Regions from separate parts of the Mus musculus genome. Here region 1 is linked to region 2. A link is a contact called in public ChIA-PET data. All regions are on one chromosome and are shown on one strand. The core of a region is the stretch at or near the end of the contact, and the rest is flanking DNA. Distances in the headings are between cores, read along the strand shown. Region 1 holds the start of Msl2 (MSL complex subunit 2). Region 2 overlaps Il20rb (interleukin 20 receptor beta).

Region 1 (6,923 bases), core at 1,091-3,590, 620 kb after region 2:
GCGAGGCTCAAGCAGGCTAATAAAAGAAAGGGGTACAGTTCAAGTTGATGTGCTCGTTAGTGCCATAATCTATTACCAGTTGCAACCAATTCAGAAGCTGAAAAAAGAATGGATTTAACTCTGACTCACACAGACCATCAATAGAATTAATCTTAAATTGGGGTGTGCAACTCCCAAAGATTTTAAAAATCTAGTTACAGGGGGAAAAAAATGCCTGCAAGTAGTCTGTTTCCCAGGGTGACGACTCATCTATGCTGCCTGCCTGGATGTAAGCAGTCCTGGGCTTTTATCCTTCAAGTTTCTCCTTTGGAGGAGAGCAACCTGCGTGCAGTGGAAGAAGACCTAAGAGGAACCTGGAATAAAAATAGATCTGTATAACGGTTTTGTTTGGAAGTGACCTTAGAAAATAGCTATCATAAAGAGAAAATGGCAGATGGAGCCTTTAAAATGAGCTAATTTTAGAATACATATCGTTTCCCACGTGTGACTACTAAATACATCCTCCACAGCTTACTCTGCTGATATATAAAATTAAGAAGTTGGATTCTTACTGGTACTGTATGTTAGGCTTTACTAAAAGAAAAACAAAAAAACAGAATCTGTCTTCAAGTCGTAAGATTGTTTGTGTTTCCTTGATAACTTATGGGCCAGTCCCTAAAATTAGCATTTTGGTATACCATAAGCACACATATGTAAAAGGTTTGCACACCTCATAAGCTTCACTTTGTGAACGTGTACAGCGTTAGTATGTGCAAAAAATATCATGTCGGAAGAGCAGTTTCTATTTGTGCTACCCAAAAACGGGTTTGTATTTTGAGAGGGGAGAATCACGCTGTTAGGCTTTATTTATATCCAAGTGTCCTCAGCCTTCTGCAAAAAAGGCAAAAGCTTTGTGTGTGCGTGTGTGTGTTTTAATGCAGAACAACGAAGGACTCAGACACTTTCGGACTCTACAGAACCAGAGCATACATCGCGGGCTGTGTCCACGCACAAGGGCAGGCTCGCTGGGGACCTAGAGGAGTGGCTTTCAAACTTGTGGGCCAGCGCCTAGTCCACGGCCCGCCACGCGCTAGGTTCCGGGAGGAGGCCGGCGAGGCCGGGGCTGGGCTGCCATCCTCCCACTGGGGTCAACTCCGGTCCCCGAACACCCTCCCCCCACCTCCGCCCCACGGCGCGACGCGGGCAGCCCACGCGAGGGGAGACCGTGCCCGCTACCCCAATTCACCACAACCCACACGCCTGGGAGACCGGATTGGAGAGCACGTGGGGGAGGGGCGGAGAGCGCGTCCGGCTCGAAACCGAGCATGCTCCGTGCACGGAACCGTAAGTGGCGAGCCAGACATGCGCAGTGAGCTCGGGGTGTGCTGGCGGCGGGGCAGGGCGGGGCTGGCGTGAGCGGGCTAATGTGTTTATCCGGTTTTCTGGGTGGGCGGTCAAAGCGCACGCGTAAGGGCGAAAGGCGGTAGGGTCGGGGTGGGTGTGTTGGGGGGGTTTGTGCATGCGCAGTGAAGCCGGCAGCGCGGGGAGGGTGTGGAGGGGGCTTTTAGAGGAGAAGCAGGGGAAAAGGGAAGCGGAGGGAGAGGAAGGGCGGGGGGTGGGGGTGGGGAGGGGGGGTGAGAGCGCGCTGTGCGCATGCGTACAAGGGCTAGCGACGACGGCGGCGGGGGAGGCTCGGGGATGACAGTGTCTTTGCCCGTTGGGGTAACGGTCGTCGTTACCGGCCGGGCCTGAGGCGCCGCACCATCTACTGCGGCCGGAGTAGCCCCGGCCCAACGGAGCTAGAGCGGCGCGAGAAGAAGCGTGAGGGCGGCCAGGCGCGAGGGAGGGGCCTGCAGCGGGCCTGGTCGTGCGCGCTGGGTGGCGGCGGCGGCGGCCTGGCGGGGTGAGCTCGCTTAAACCGCGGCTGGGCAGGCAGGCGGCGGCGGCGGCGGCGGCGGCGGCGGCGCAGCACCGTGGCAGTCGCGCTTGGAGGAGTCGTCCGTGCCGTGCCGAAAAGATGGCCGGGCTGTGAGGGGGCGGCGCTTGCGCTGGTGACCCCAAGTGTGCGGCTGAGAAGCGGAGGGGCGCCGCCGTCGCCGCCTGCCTGCCTGCCTGCCTGCCTGCCTGCCGGGCCTGCTCCCCGCCCCCTCCCGCCGCCGGGCCCCGCGCGCACTTCCTCCCGGGCCTCCCTTTCGGGCGGGGGCCTCCCTCCCGCCCGCCTGCCGCGCCAGGCGCAGCGTGGGCCCCGCGTCCGGCATGGCGAGAACGGCAGCGGCGCGCTCCCGCCGCAGTAGCAGCAGCAGCAGTAGCAGCCACAGCAGCAACAGCAACCTCCGCCGCCGCGGCTGCTGGCACTAGACCCGGGAATCCGACGCCTGCGCCGTAGTCCCCACCGTCCCGCTGCCTCCGCGACGTCGCTGCGATGGAGTAAGGGCCCCGCCGTCGGAAGAGAAACGTGTGGACCGCTTGGACCCCACCGGGCCCGCTCCCGTGCGCGCCAGCTCCACCCGGAGGTGCCTCCGCGGCCGGACATGCTGCTCGAGCGCAGGCCGCCCGCCGAGCCGCGGGGCTAGAGCGAACCCGGAGCCCGTCCGGAGCACCCAGCCGCGGCCGTGTCGGACGAACTCGATCGCTGATTTCGCTTGTCTCTCTTTGGTCTGCAAGTCTCAGGGACAGAGGAGGGGCGCCGAGGCCCCCATGTGTGGGAGGATTGCTTCAGCTTCACAAACTTGCACGGATTTTGGTTGCTGCTTTGGCCAGGGGTTCTGCTCAGATTTCTTCCGAATTGTTTTAAATTCGCCATTGTTCCCTGGCTGCTTACAAACTTGGATCCGGAATTTCTTTTCAACCGGGAGCCATTGGTGTCGAAGTGTCTGCAATGAACCCGGTGAATGCTACTGCTCTCTACATTTCCGCGAGCCGCCTAGTGCTCAACTACGACCCCGGAGACCCCAAGGCGTTTACAGAGATTAACAGGCTCTTGCCTTACTTCCGACAGTCCCTCTCGTGCTGTGTTTGCGGTGAGACGCTTCTTTATTGTTCCCCTTTCCCTGCTTGTTTTCTAAAGTTCCTTTGGCAGTAGTAACGTGAACGGTTGGCCGGCCGGTAGTTCGTCTTAAGGGGTGGTACTGTGCAGTAGTACACGGTCGTTAGTTTTGAAAGTCGCCCAGGGACTTTTGCCCGGCGTTTCAGAAAGGCCGAGAGCCTTTTTCAGCCACCTTTGTACGGAGGCTTTAACGTTCAAAATGGTTTTATTTCGCTTTGACACATCTTTCTGGTGTTTTATTTTTTTAAAATACATTTTAAAAAATTCTTCGACGGCTTCACACGTATAGCGGTGATGTCTTAAATGGGGTTGAAATGCCAGCGGCATGCTGCCTTCTTTTTAAAACCTCTGCTGCGGGAACTGATTGAATACCATTGTCATTAAATGTGGTCAAACATTGTTAAGAAATATGCACTGCACTCGTGTTTTGCAGAGGGTGGATGGTATAATCTTGATGCACCTCCAGCCAGAGACCTCAGTGCCCCAGGTTCTACAACAGATGGTTTGAAGGTTAGCACTGACCTAATGAAGCTGATGGTACTTTTTAGTTGGTGAGATCTTTTTACAGACTAGATTTTCTGTAGTTTTAATGTCAGGTGGCCTGGCAGAGTCGCATTGTTTATTTACTTGCTTATTTAAGACAGGTTCCTACTATGTAGCTTAGGCGGACTTCGAACTAGTGGTCTTAGTGTCTCAGTCTCTTGAATGCCGGTATTTCAGGCATGCACAGCCATGTCCCGTTTCAGAGGATTATTTTAAGATTTTTTTCAAAGGGTATTAGCCCCTGTCGGTTACAATACTTAATCAATCGTAAGAGATGAGTGAAAATATTGTCTAACTGGAAAGTGTTTAAAGGGTGATGACTCGTGTTAACTGGGCACAAATAGTATTTGACACTCAGAAAACCAGAACGATTATCCTCTGTCCCTCTTGAGATGGTATAAGTCCTCCGCCTATTAGAAAACGAGACGTTTAATAGAAATGAGAGCAACAAGGAAGTACTGATGATGTTCTCCACTTACTGTGTTGGAGGCTTTGTTAACCCAGACTCTCTGTTCAGTCACAATTTAGACATTGAGGCCCTTGAAGTGGAGATAGTAATGGCTGAGCCATAGAAATGGTATTCAGGATTCATCCATCATTTTTGTATAGCTCAGGGCCGGACTCTGAGGGGTGCCAAAAGGGTGGAGATTGGGTTTTTCCTGGTTAGGTACTTAATTTCGTAAGCGTTTAAGCAACCAAGTGATTAAGCACTTGCCTTGACGACTAACACACAGTACTTACAGGGAAGCAGTCGCTCAGAGCAGATGACTAAACCGCTGCCTTAGGCCTCAGCGTCTTGGTGTGTGAAGTGAGGGCTTTAGGGCTAGGTGCTGTTAGTTTGCTTTCAGTTTAGATAAAGCCAAGGGGAGTGGACTGAGAATTTGCTTGGTTTAATGGTATTCTCTCTTGCAGTCTCATTTTTAATTTTTTAGTGGCGCTGGTCATCAAAATCAGGGCCCTGCCTCTGAGTTCACTTACAGAGCGTGTAAGCTTGAGGCTCTGGTGTGGCCCAACTTCTCCCTGACATGCCTCCCCCTTTGTTTTTGAGGAGGATCAGTAGGTTTGTTGAAGTGGTAAAGTAGGGGACAGACAGGTCAGTAAGGTCATGGCCATATTATTCTGTAGACAGTTGTACTTAGTAAAGGCATTTTCAGCTAACACTTGAAAATATGTTAACCCTCTTTACCAGATGGGCAGGTCTTAGCTCTGCTAGAAAATGGTGATTGTGGACGGTGCTTGGAACTTGAAAACCTTTGCTTTTTGCATCGCTGAGTGGGCAGCCCAGGGCTTTCAAGGGCCAGATAAGCATCCTGCTCTACACTATATTCTATCTCTCTCTCTCTCTCTCTCTTTCTTTTATTTTTCCGAGACATGTCTCACTACATATACTAGGCTGACTTCAAACTGATGAAGATCCTGCCTCAGTCTTCTCAGTGCAAGGATTCTTGGTGTGTTCCACCACGCCAGGTGGGATTTTAAATTATTCAGAGATGGTTTAACTAAGCATGGCCTTAATAATTTAAACATGGATTTAAAAAAGACATTAAATATAAAGTCACATTAAAAAGATTACTTTTATGTGTTTGGCTGTTTTGTCTGTGTGTGTGTGTATACACTGTGTGTGCTGTGCCTGAGGAGGTCAGAAGAGAGTTGTATCCCCTGGGAATGGAGTTCCTATTATGAGCTGCCATGTAGGTGCTGGGAGTCAAGCCCTGGTCTCCTGAAGAACAGTTTGTGCTCTTAACTGCTGAACTATCTCATTGGCCCTGAAGTTCCACATAAGAAGCCTATTTAATACTCAAGTCTTGGCAACACAATTGATTTTATGACTGTTTAACTTAGTGATTATTCTCTTTGGCTCTTGTCTCCTTTCCTTTCATATTATGGAAAAGGTTTGTGGGTTTTACTTAAAATTGGGTGGCCTTTCATGACATTTTGATAATAAGAGATACTGGTCTAAGTTTTTCCCCCATACCCCACAAGCCCATGATTATGAAGAGAAGGAGAAATTATTTTTATTCAGCTCTAGCACTGCTTATTTTTGTGCCAGGTGCAATCCTATAATTTTTTTTAAGGTCAAAAACAAGCTCACTAATAATATTCATGTGCAGTTTTATTTCATGAAAATAATAAATATGTGAAAATTAAATTTAATTCTGTCCTGGTGCTGTAAATAGGATGTTGTATTTGTGGTCAATATTCCACAATAAAATAGATGTTTTTATTTTGTTTTTACCTTTTTAAGCATGTTATTTATATTTTTCTTCCTTATGTTTCTTCCCCACTTTCTGGGGCTTGAACATGGGACCTTGTGCATATCATATACCATGGGACCTTGTGCATATCATATACATGTATAGTTGACTAGCTTGAACTAGGTCCTTAAACTAGTGACCGTCACTCCTCAGCCTTGTGAATACTTGCCACTAGAGTCCTGCATCCGTAGGGCCTGGCTTCCCTAAAGTTTCTCTTGCCTTAAGATAATGCTCACTTTCTGTAAAGGTCCTAAAACTCAATTTGTTCCCTTCTGTGAATGTTCCTTGCTCACTCTACCTCTATAACTCTTCGTTGTAGTTGTTAGGCTATGTTATAGTTCCTTTCAACTCAGATTTGATAGTTATCTTAGGACCTGCTGTATGTATGTCTCTGGGGGGAAAACTGTTTGTTGTGCATTTTGTGCTGCTCCTTTCACTCTTTTCTGCCCAAGGAGGGAGGGGAAAAGCCCAATGTTCGCGCTCTCTCGCGCTACTTGTCTTAGTTAGGGCACCATGACCATGGCAGCTCTTACAAAGGGAAACATTTAGCTGGGCCTGCCTTACTGGGTCAGAGGTGTAGCACATAAGTGTTAAGGCAGGAAGCATGGTGGCCTGGCAAACAGACATGGTGCTAGAGAAGGAGGCCAGAGGCTTCTGTATTTGGATCTGTAGGTACCACAAGGAGAGAGAGAGGGAAAGAGAGACAGAGACAGAGAGACAGAGAGAGGAGAGAAAAAGAGAGAGGCACACACAAACACACGCATGGCAAGCTTGAGCTTCTAAAACCTCAAAGCTTTCCCTTGGTGATAAACTTCTGCTCCAGCAAGTCCACACCTACTCCAACAAGACCTCAAGTCTTTATCCTTTCAAAATATTCCACTCCCTATGAACCTGTGGTATCCATTTTTATTTAAACCATTGTACTACTGAACACAAGTTGCTTTAAAATTTGCTCTAGTTAGTTTCCTTTATCTGTTTTTTCCTTAAATGTAGTTATTTGTGGGCTTATTATTACTTTTTGAAATAATAATAAGCCTGAGTGCCTATGTGCCCCAGGGGCACACAGGTGCCCTAGGAGGTCAGAAGAGGGTCTTGGAACC
Region 2 (7,473 bases), core at 2,919-5,418:
CAAACCTACAGTTTGGGTCAACAGGGATGTTGCTCTGACTTCACCAACTATGCACAATGCTTTAGATTGAATGATCGGGGGGGGGGGGGGGGGTGGACGACTGGGATAAAGGTGAGTGGCTTGCAGAGTAGAGCAGAGGCAGAGAAAAGGGACCACTGGGCACATGCTCTGGTGTCAGTGAATGCAGAGAGAGAGGACATGGTGGCAGCTAAACTTGCAAGTGACAATGGAGAAACTCTATGTTCCGGTCTAAGCCTGGGGACTTTCTCCAACTGAGCCTTGGTTCCAGGAAAACTAGCCTGGGCTTTTCCCTTTCTCTCATCGGGAAGCCCACGGAGCTTCCTCTCTAGTGGGAACAAATGGATTTTTTTTTTCAGAATTCGCCACAAGGTGGCACCAGACACCGGTAGACGCAATGAAGTCGCTTCCCGCCGGGTGGGCGGTAGAATTGGGCCACCGGATCAGGTCAGGCCGGATTCAAAGGAAAAAGATCCGCATCCCCAGAAAAGTCACACAGGCCAAAGAAGGAAATAGGCCCACGGAAAACAAGACGCCTATTTTAAAGAGAAAGGGAGGAGTATCACAGAGGAGAGATATCATCGGCATTGCAACTCCTCAGTAAAACGGAAAGTTTCGCAAGAAACCTTGACTAGACAGTAAAGTGCGGGAAACGGGCGCTTGACGTGACAGGGGACAGTAACGTGTGGGAAGCAATCGATGGAGAGCCCAGAGAGGCAATTACAGGCCTGCAGGTGGATGCAAGTGGTGTCTGGAGACAGGGACTGGTGGAGGAGAAATCGGCCTGTGACTGACCTCTTGGCAATTGCTGGCATTTTCCAATGATAAAACGAGTGTGTCAATAAGCCCAACACAAATGAGTACTGTGAGCGATGACACAGTAAGGAAGCCGCCAAACTGGCCGCTCCACGATTGGGGGAAGATTTTATTGTGAATGGGGCAGGGGGGCAAGGGGGCGGGGTGGGGGGCCCAGAGACAGAGAGACAGAGACAGAGACAGAGAGAACATCCAGAGGCACCTGGAAGAGTCCAGAGCAGAGGGAGAAATAAGCAGATTGGACATGGCCAGCACTATTGGGAGCAGAGAGAAAGGTGTGTGTGTGTGTGTGTGTGTGTGTGTGTGTGTGTGTGTGTGTGTGTGTGTCATAGAATAGTCTTGAGACTAGCCAGAGTAGCAAGGAGTATGGTATAGAATAGCATACGAGGGAAAGGGGAAAAAGTCTTATAGAGAGCTGGCTGGTTTCTGGGAGGAAGGAAGCCTGTGAATGGAGGCAGCCTGGGAGTTAGCAAAGTGGGGGAGGAGTGGCAAGGGCCAGGGTGCTAACCTGGGCTTTGGGGTGTAAGTAGGGTCTGAGGAAACCTGGAGGCCAGCATAGACTTTGATCTGCAGCCATGGGTATGTATCAATGGACAGCCACATGTCCCCTCTGCCAGAGGCAAGGGACACGACTCCTTTTGGCAGAGGGAATCCCATTTCACAAGTTCCTGAGGAAAGCTGGCTTTTATCTAACCACCAATAATCCTCCTATAGTCTTCCTTGAGCTGAGCCAAGTCTGTCAGGGTGTTTGTTTTTTGTTTTGTTTGACATAGATACTTTCCAAGACCTGACAAGTTAGCAGCAGAAATACATACTGTTGCTCTCTTTCAAATTTTTACTTTTGTATGTGTGTGGAGGGTGTGTGCATGTGTGTGTGTGTGTGTGTGTGTGTGTGTGTGTGTGTGTGTTGTGCCACTGTGCGGACGCCAGGGAACCCCTTTGTGGCATTTGCTCCCTCCTGCCCCTTCTGTGGTTTCCAGGCGTGGGTTGAGCCCAGGTCTCCAGGCCTGCTCTGCCAACGCCTTTAGCCATCTGAGCCACCTCACTGGACTTAATTCATCTTGAGAATTAGTTTGTCCCATCGTCTTCTTGGTTATCCCTATGGGCTGATGATTTCAGGTAGATTTTTATTGACGGATAGCCTTTCTCCTCGGCGTGCTCAACTCTGCCCCACCTGTGGCCAGGAGAGACTCCTTTTAGACTGGTTATGTAAAGTTTTGACTGACCCAATTGTTCAAAACTTGGTTTTCTGATGGAGCAAGGAGTAAATGTTCTAGAATTCCCACAAGCCTTTCCCTTCCAGACCAGACACAGAATTAGCTATTGTTCTACGAAAACCTTGACTTCTTGGAGGATAAACAACGTTGAGAACCAAAATGACGTCATCGGTGTGCATTGTGGAGGGGTTTGATTCTACCCTGCCACTTCAACAGGAAAAAGCAAAAGCACTTTTTTTTTTTAACACCAAACTATGGGTTTCAAATGGTGTGACTTCCAACTTCAGGTGGCACAAAAGACTTGTGCATTTTATGCAGGCGTGACTCCACATTATCCATTGTTTAATTTTGTCTTAGGGTTTCTATTACTGGGAAGAAGAAAAAAAAAAAAACCACCATGACCAAAAGTAACTTGGGAAAGAAAGGGTTTATTTTGCTTACACTTCCAATCCATCAGAGAGGGAAGTCAGAGTGGGAACTCCAGCAGGGAAGGAACCCATAGACAGTTGCTGACACAGAGGCCATTGGCCTTGCTCAGCCTGTCTATCTTATGGATCCCAGAAAGACCAGTCCAGGGACTGCATTGTCCATAGTGAGTTGGGCCCTTCCCCATCATTCACTACTTAAGAAAATGTCCTGCAGGCTTGCCTACAACCCAGTCTTGTGGAGGCATTTTCTTAACTGAAGTTCCCTCCTCCCAGGTGACTCTGGTTTGTCTTAAGTTGACTCCTCTCAGATGACTCTAGCCTATCTTAAGTTGACATTAACCCTGGCCATCAAAGATCTGGTTCTAACAACACACTGTTCCTATGCAAACTTTGACGTCCACAATTGACCCTCCGCAGTTTTGATGCCCAAAGTCAGGTTCTTTCAGAATAAAGAGTATTCATTTGCTTCATCTGATAGCTTAGGAAAATAACTTTTTAAAGAACTATCAATAGAAACAGTACAAACACTGAATAAATTTTGTTTTAGACAGCATACCCCTGAGGATTTGTTGCCAAGTTACTGTGACTCAAATCACACATAATCTCTCACACCAGGGGCTACATGGGGACAGAAGTGTGGGTTCCGGTGTTGGTGTTCATTTTCATCTTTAGAGGGCTGTGACCTGCCCTGGGCCAATTTTATTCTCTATCTTTTCACTTTTTCTTAAGGCTTATTATAAACTCTCGGTATACTAATAATTCGCTTACTAGTAATATCGTATTGTTTAATCATCTCCCTATTGTTCATTGAAATCCAAGCTCCATGAAGCGGGACTTTGTTTTGGGATGATGCTAAGTGTTCTGTGAAGGCACAAGTAGAGAATCTGGGTCTGTGGGAAGCAAGGGCCACATCAATTAACATAATCAAGACAATCCCCCACAGACCTGAGCTCAGGCCAACCCGATCTAGACAGTCCCTCACTCAGAATCTTCCTGCCTGATTCTAGATAGCATCAAGCTGACAATTAGAACTGTTACACAGACAGAGAGAGGAAAGAGGGTTCTAAGAGAGTAAACCAGCTCTGAGGAGGTAGCTATCCCCCCATCAGGAGCAGGCTCTGTTTCTGATGTTCGGGTGGGGTCCAATATCCACATGTTGGGAACCTTAAGAGACAACAGAATAATTGAGAGAGGTCTTTATGTAGCTACAGAGGCCAGCAAAACCAGGGAGCATCCCATGAGAAACTGTAACAGAGGAAGGCTCGGGGTAATTCTTTATTCTGAGCTTAGGTAACAGAGGAATGAAGTCCCTGGGGTGAGGGAGCAGAGAAGAGAGGGGAGAAAAGATGAAGGTTAATGTAAGTATGCAATTTTTAATTCTGTAAACAGCACATTTCCAGACCAGTTGAAATATAACATTTAACACACGCTTCACAAAAGAGTCAAGGCAGAAATATACAGAACAGGACAAAGGCAGGGAGCCTCAGCCCACACCCCTACATATCTGCCCACACCCCTACATATCTCTCCTGGAGTCCCCAAAGTAGAGATGAGGCCGTTGGCATCTGTGCTGAAGACGGACTGGAAGCACCTGGTTGAAACCGTTACACTGTCTCTACCCTTGTCTGGCTGGTGAAGCCCAGGAAGTTGGGGCAGAGACAAGCCAGCTCCAGGTTCCAGAGGGGGAGGTGGTGGTGAGCCTGACTCTGCAGAGAGAGATGAAGCCACCTCCTTTCATCCTCCTCTGACTGAAGCTGTCCTCCACCCCTCCCTCGCTGCCTGGAGGTAGTGATGGTTATGCCTCTAGTCAGGGGTTCCTGATGAGTACCTGAGAGCGACTGAGAAACCCTGAGTGAATTGTCCTTAGGAAGAGAGCTGGTGTGATTTACTGTGGACAAGGTCCTAGGATCTGATGACATTTCATGAACCCACAGCAGCATCCGCGCATGTCCCATCATGGACGGGCTACGGCCTCTCTCGATGTCACCCTCAGCAGAGCGTGCTGACAGGATTTGGCTTGAAGTGAAACAGCCCTCCCATTCTTCCGTCCCTCCTCGGGTTTCCTCTTGTAAAGAGGGAAGTCCAAACCAACAGTGGTCTGAGTTTGATTTGACAAAAGGAGGTTTATTACTCTTGGTTGTTCGGTTGTTTACTTCAGATGGGGTTTCACCGTGTCGTCTAGGCTGTGATTTTCTCTCCCGCTCCTCCAAAGTGCTGAGATTTTGCACCCGGCTGAGTACTCTGATCATTCTTAGCACACGCGTATGCCCCACAGTCCGCATGATCTGAACTCACCGTTGTGCACAGTGCCACCAGTCTCCTTGCCAACCTGCAAGTGCGAGTTTGTATACACACAGAGATGAGGGGAGAAACCATTTAATCCCCACTACAGGTGACAAAGCGGGGGTCCGAGGTATGAAGCCATTTTCTCCACTGTTTTTCAGTGAGCGTATGGTAACTGTGTGTCTGGGGATCACCTCTCTAGACTATTTCTGTCACTCTTGGATGGTCACGCCACTCTGCCTCTGACGGTCACTGCTAGACGTGCACACAGTAGGCTCCTGTTACTTCTCTTTGTCTTTTGTCCACAGAGGAAAACAGAAACACAACCCACCCCATCCAGGGTTCTGGGTCCTGCAGACCAGGCTGTTAATCCATCAGGTCCTTCTCAAGTCTGTGAGATCCAGACCCCAAAGAGATGCTCCGAGGACAGCACAGCCACAGCACAGGCGTCCACCTCCTCCTTCCTGCAGCTGATCAGCTTCTGAGACGAACTGGTTATTTTCTAAAAAATCATTTTCATAAAAATTATTCATTAGACATTGCTTGAGTGGTGGTAGCAACAAAGACTATTGTATAAATCCCTACTATTTAACTTCCTTTTCAAGCACATGTGTGCACTTTCATGAATGTGTGCATATGTGTATATGCATGTGTGCACGTGTGTGTGTCATGTGTATGTGCATGTATGTGTTCATGTGTGCATGTGTGCTTGTGTGTGTTTCTGTGTTTTCACATGTGTAGGTGGATACATGTGCTCTTATGTTCAGGCCCTAGATGGCATTCTAAGTTTTCCTTGATCCCTTGTTCAGCATTTATATAGGTTCTGGGGACCCTAACTCTGATCTTCACATTAGGGGCCTGTCTACAAAAGGCACTTTAAACTTGAACACAGAAGTTTATAAAGGATATACCATATAAGCAACAAACAAAAAGAATTGAATATTATCAAAAATAAAAAGAAACCCATCATAATGCTGAAAGGTTTAGTTAAGAAGATCCAGCAATCAGAAATGTGTACACACTCAAATGCATGAAAATTTTCTGAGTGTGGTGGCACACGCCGTTAATCTCAGCACTTGGGAGGCAGAGGCAGGCAGATTTCTGAGTTCGAGGCCAGCCTGGTCTACAAAGTGAGTTCCAGGACAACCAGAGCTACATAGTGAGACCCTATCTCGAAAAATAAAAAAGCAAAAGTGCATGGAAAGTTGACGAACAGGAAGAAACCGAGGTAGCTACACTCATAGATAGATTCGTTATCGTGTTCTCGCAATCAAGTAGCAGACAGAAGTCGGGGCAAACTCAGTGATCTGAATCAACCCATGAGCGTCCTCACAAGAGCCCTGGTGCTCGGCTCTGCTACTGCTACTGCCTGCTAACACTGTTATGACTACTTGGAAATGACCGAGACAGGAGAGCTGGGTGGAGGGCAACCTGAAGACCTGGTTAAAGGGGGAGTTATTCCTCTTGTCAGGTCTCTTGTAGAGACCTAAAAGCAAGCCACACAAGAGCAGCTTCATAGAAACTGCAGGCTGTTAAGGAGCCCCGACAGTGTGTGGACGACAGCCACAGCTGGTTCTGATGCACTGGAGCAACTGACTGCCCACAAGACAGCACTGTGACACCTTTCAGGTGACAGGGATGGGTGTGTGGGTGTGTGGGTGTGTGTGTGTGTGTGCGCGCGCACGCAGTGCTTCCTGTTTGTTCTTTCTTTCTTTGATTATACTGCTTGGTGTGGTTGAGATCTAGGAGGCCTCTGAAGAGCCACCGGTGGAACATGTGTGAGCGGCTGAGGCCAGCCTTTACTCTTCCCCGGCCAGGGTGCAGGCACACAGGGCCTGCCTACACCTACCCAGAGGCTCAGAGACATGCTCCATGAGCATCCTGGGCTTGTGGGTCCCTGGAAGGACAGCTCTTTGAGCAGTCACTGTGAAGGTCCAGACTGTCGCCCTGGCCTGCTCCATGCCTGTCCAAGGCAAAGCACAGTTCATGCCACACGATCTTCAAACCTGAGAATCGTGAGACTCTTTGCATGCGTGACTCTTGAAACCGTAGGCACCCTGGGCTGAACAACACAGCCAGCCACCCTTTTGGTATTGCTAGATCTGGAGGGCGGGGGAACAGCAAAATGGCCTGCCAGAGCCTCGGGATGCTTACTATACTCTGGAAAAGGGAGAACTCACCCAGACCTTCTGATCAGGAGCTATTGCGACCTGAGCGTTTCCTCAAAAACCACATGTTGGAAACAAAAGCCCAGCGCAATGGGGCTGGGGTAGGAACTGTGGGAGGTAATGTAAAGGCTCAACTACATAAATGTAAACTATAAGGCCTTAAGGCTACCAGTGTGAAATTTTGTTCTATCACATTTAGCCATGTTGTAAGAGCAAGAAGACCTTTACCCATAAGCCCCTTCTGTCTTCATTCCACCATCACCATCCCCAGCCTCCAGAAGCCACTGAACTTCTATTCTCTATAGATGACCTAGTCTGTGGTATTTTATTACAGCATCACAGACTAAGACAAGTGAAGTCCCAATGATGCTTGCTCCAGTCTCTGCATATCTTCATAAACCATGAAAAACATGTCTATGCCCCACTAAGGCCCATGATGCATCTGGCCAGCATCACACTGACAGGTACAGGAATGTTCTTACCAAGGTGTCTGGGAGGACAACGGCGGGGCAGCAAGAATACCGGAGCAGCTGGCCCATCTTC

The links. ChIA-PET counts read pairs in DNA pulled down with a chosen protein or histone mark.
Region 1: a contact with region 2 is called in an RNA polymerase II ChIA-PET map of memory CD8 T cells, with 198 read pairs. The contact joins the promoter of Msl2 here to the enhancer-like site in region 2. A contact is called at or near these places in 16 of 39 promoter capture datasets (the 3T3-L1 cell line, 3T3-L1-derived adipocytes, the C10 cell line and 11 more), 1 of 15 datasets of contacts at CTCF or cohesin (pro-B cells), 12 of 484 Hi-C or Micro-C datasets (CD4 T cells, CD8 T cells, CD8 central memory T cells and 6 more), 32 of 115 datasets of contacts at active chromatin or transcription factors (the 230-238 cell line, T-cell acute lymphoblastic leukemia, Th17 cells and 23 more) and 2 of 9 other capture datasets (adipose tissue and liver).

The regions. Positions count from the first base shown.
Region 1 is chr9:101,072,422-101,079,344 of GRCm38.p6, forward strand. Msl2 (MSL complex subunit 2) reads left to right here and starts at 2,341. Exons shown (of 2, transcript NM_001100451.2): 1 at 2,341-2,999. The coding sequence starts at 2,858. It also overlaps the pseudogene Gm46140.
Region 2 is chr9:100,453,978-100,461,450 of GRCm38.p6, forward strand. Il20rb (interleukin 20 receptor beta) reads right to left here. Exons shown (of 7, transcript NM_001033543.3): 6 at 7,413-7,473; 7 at 3,742-5,264. The coding sequence ends at 5,148. Among named protein-coding and RNA genes, the nearest start is that of Gm28166, 7.8 kb to the left of the region's middle. Within about 2 kb of position 4,169, at least 38 of the 459 cell types and tissues checked have an H3K27ac peak or open chromatin away from gene starts, as enhancers often do. A contact at or near this core is called in CD8 central memory T cells, T-cell acute lymphoblastic leukemia, Th1 cells and 2 more, where this site is marked.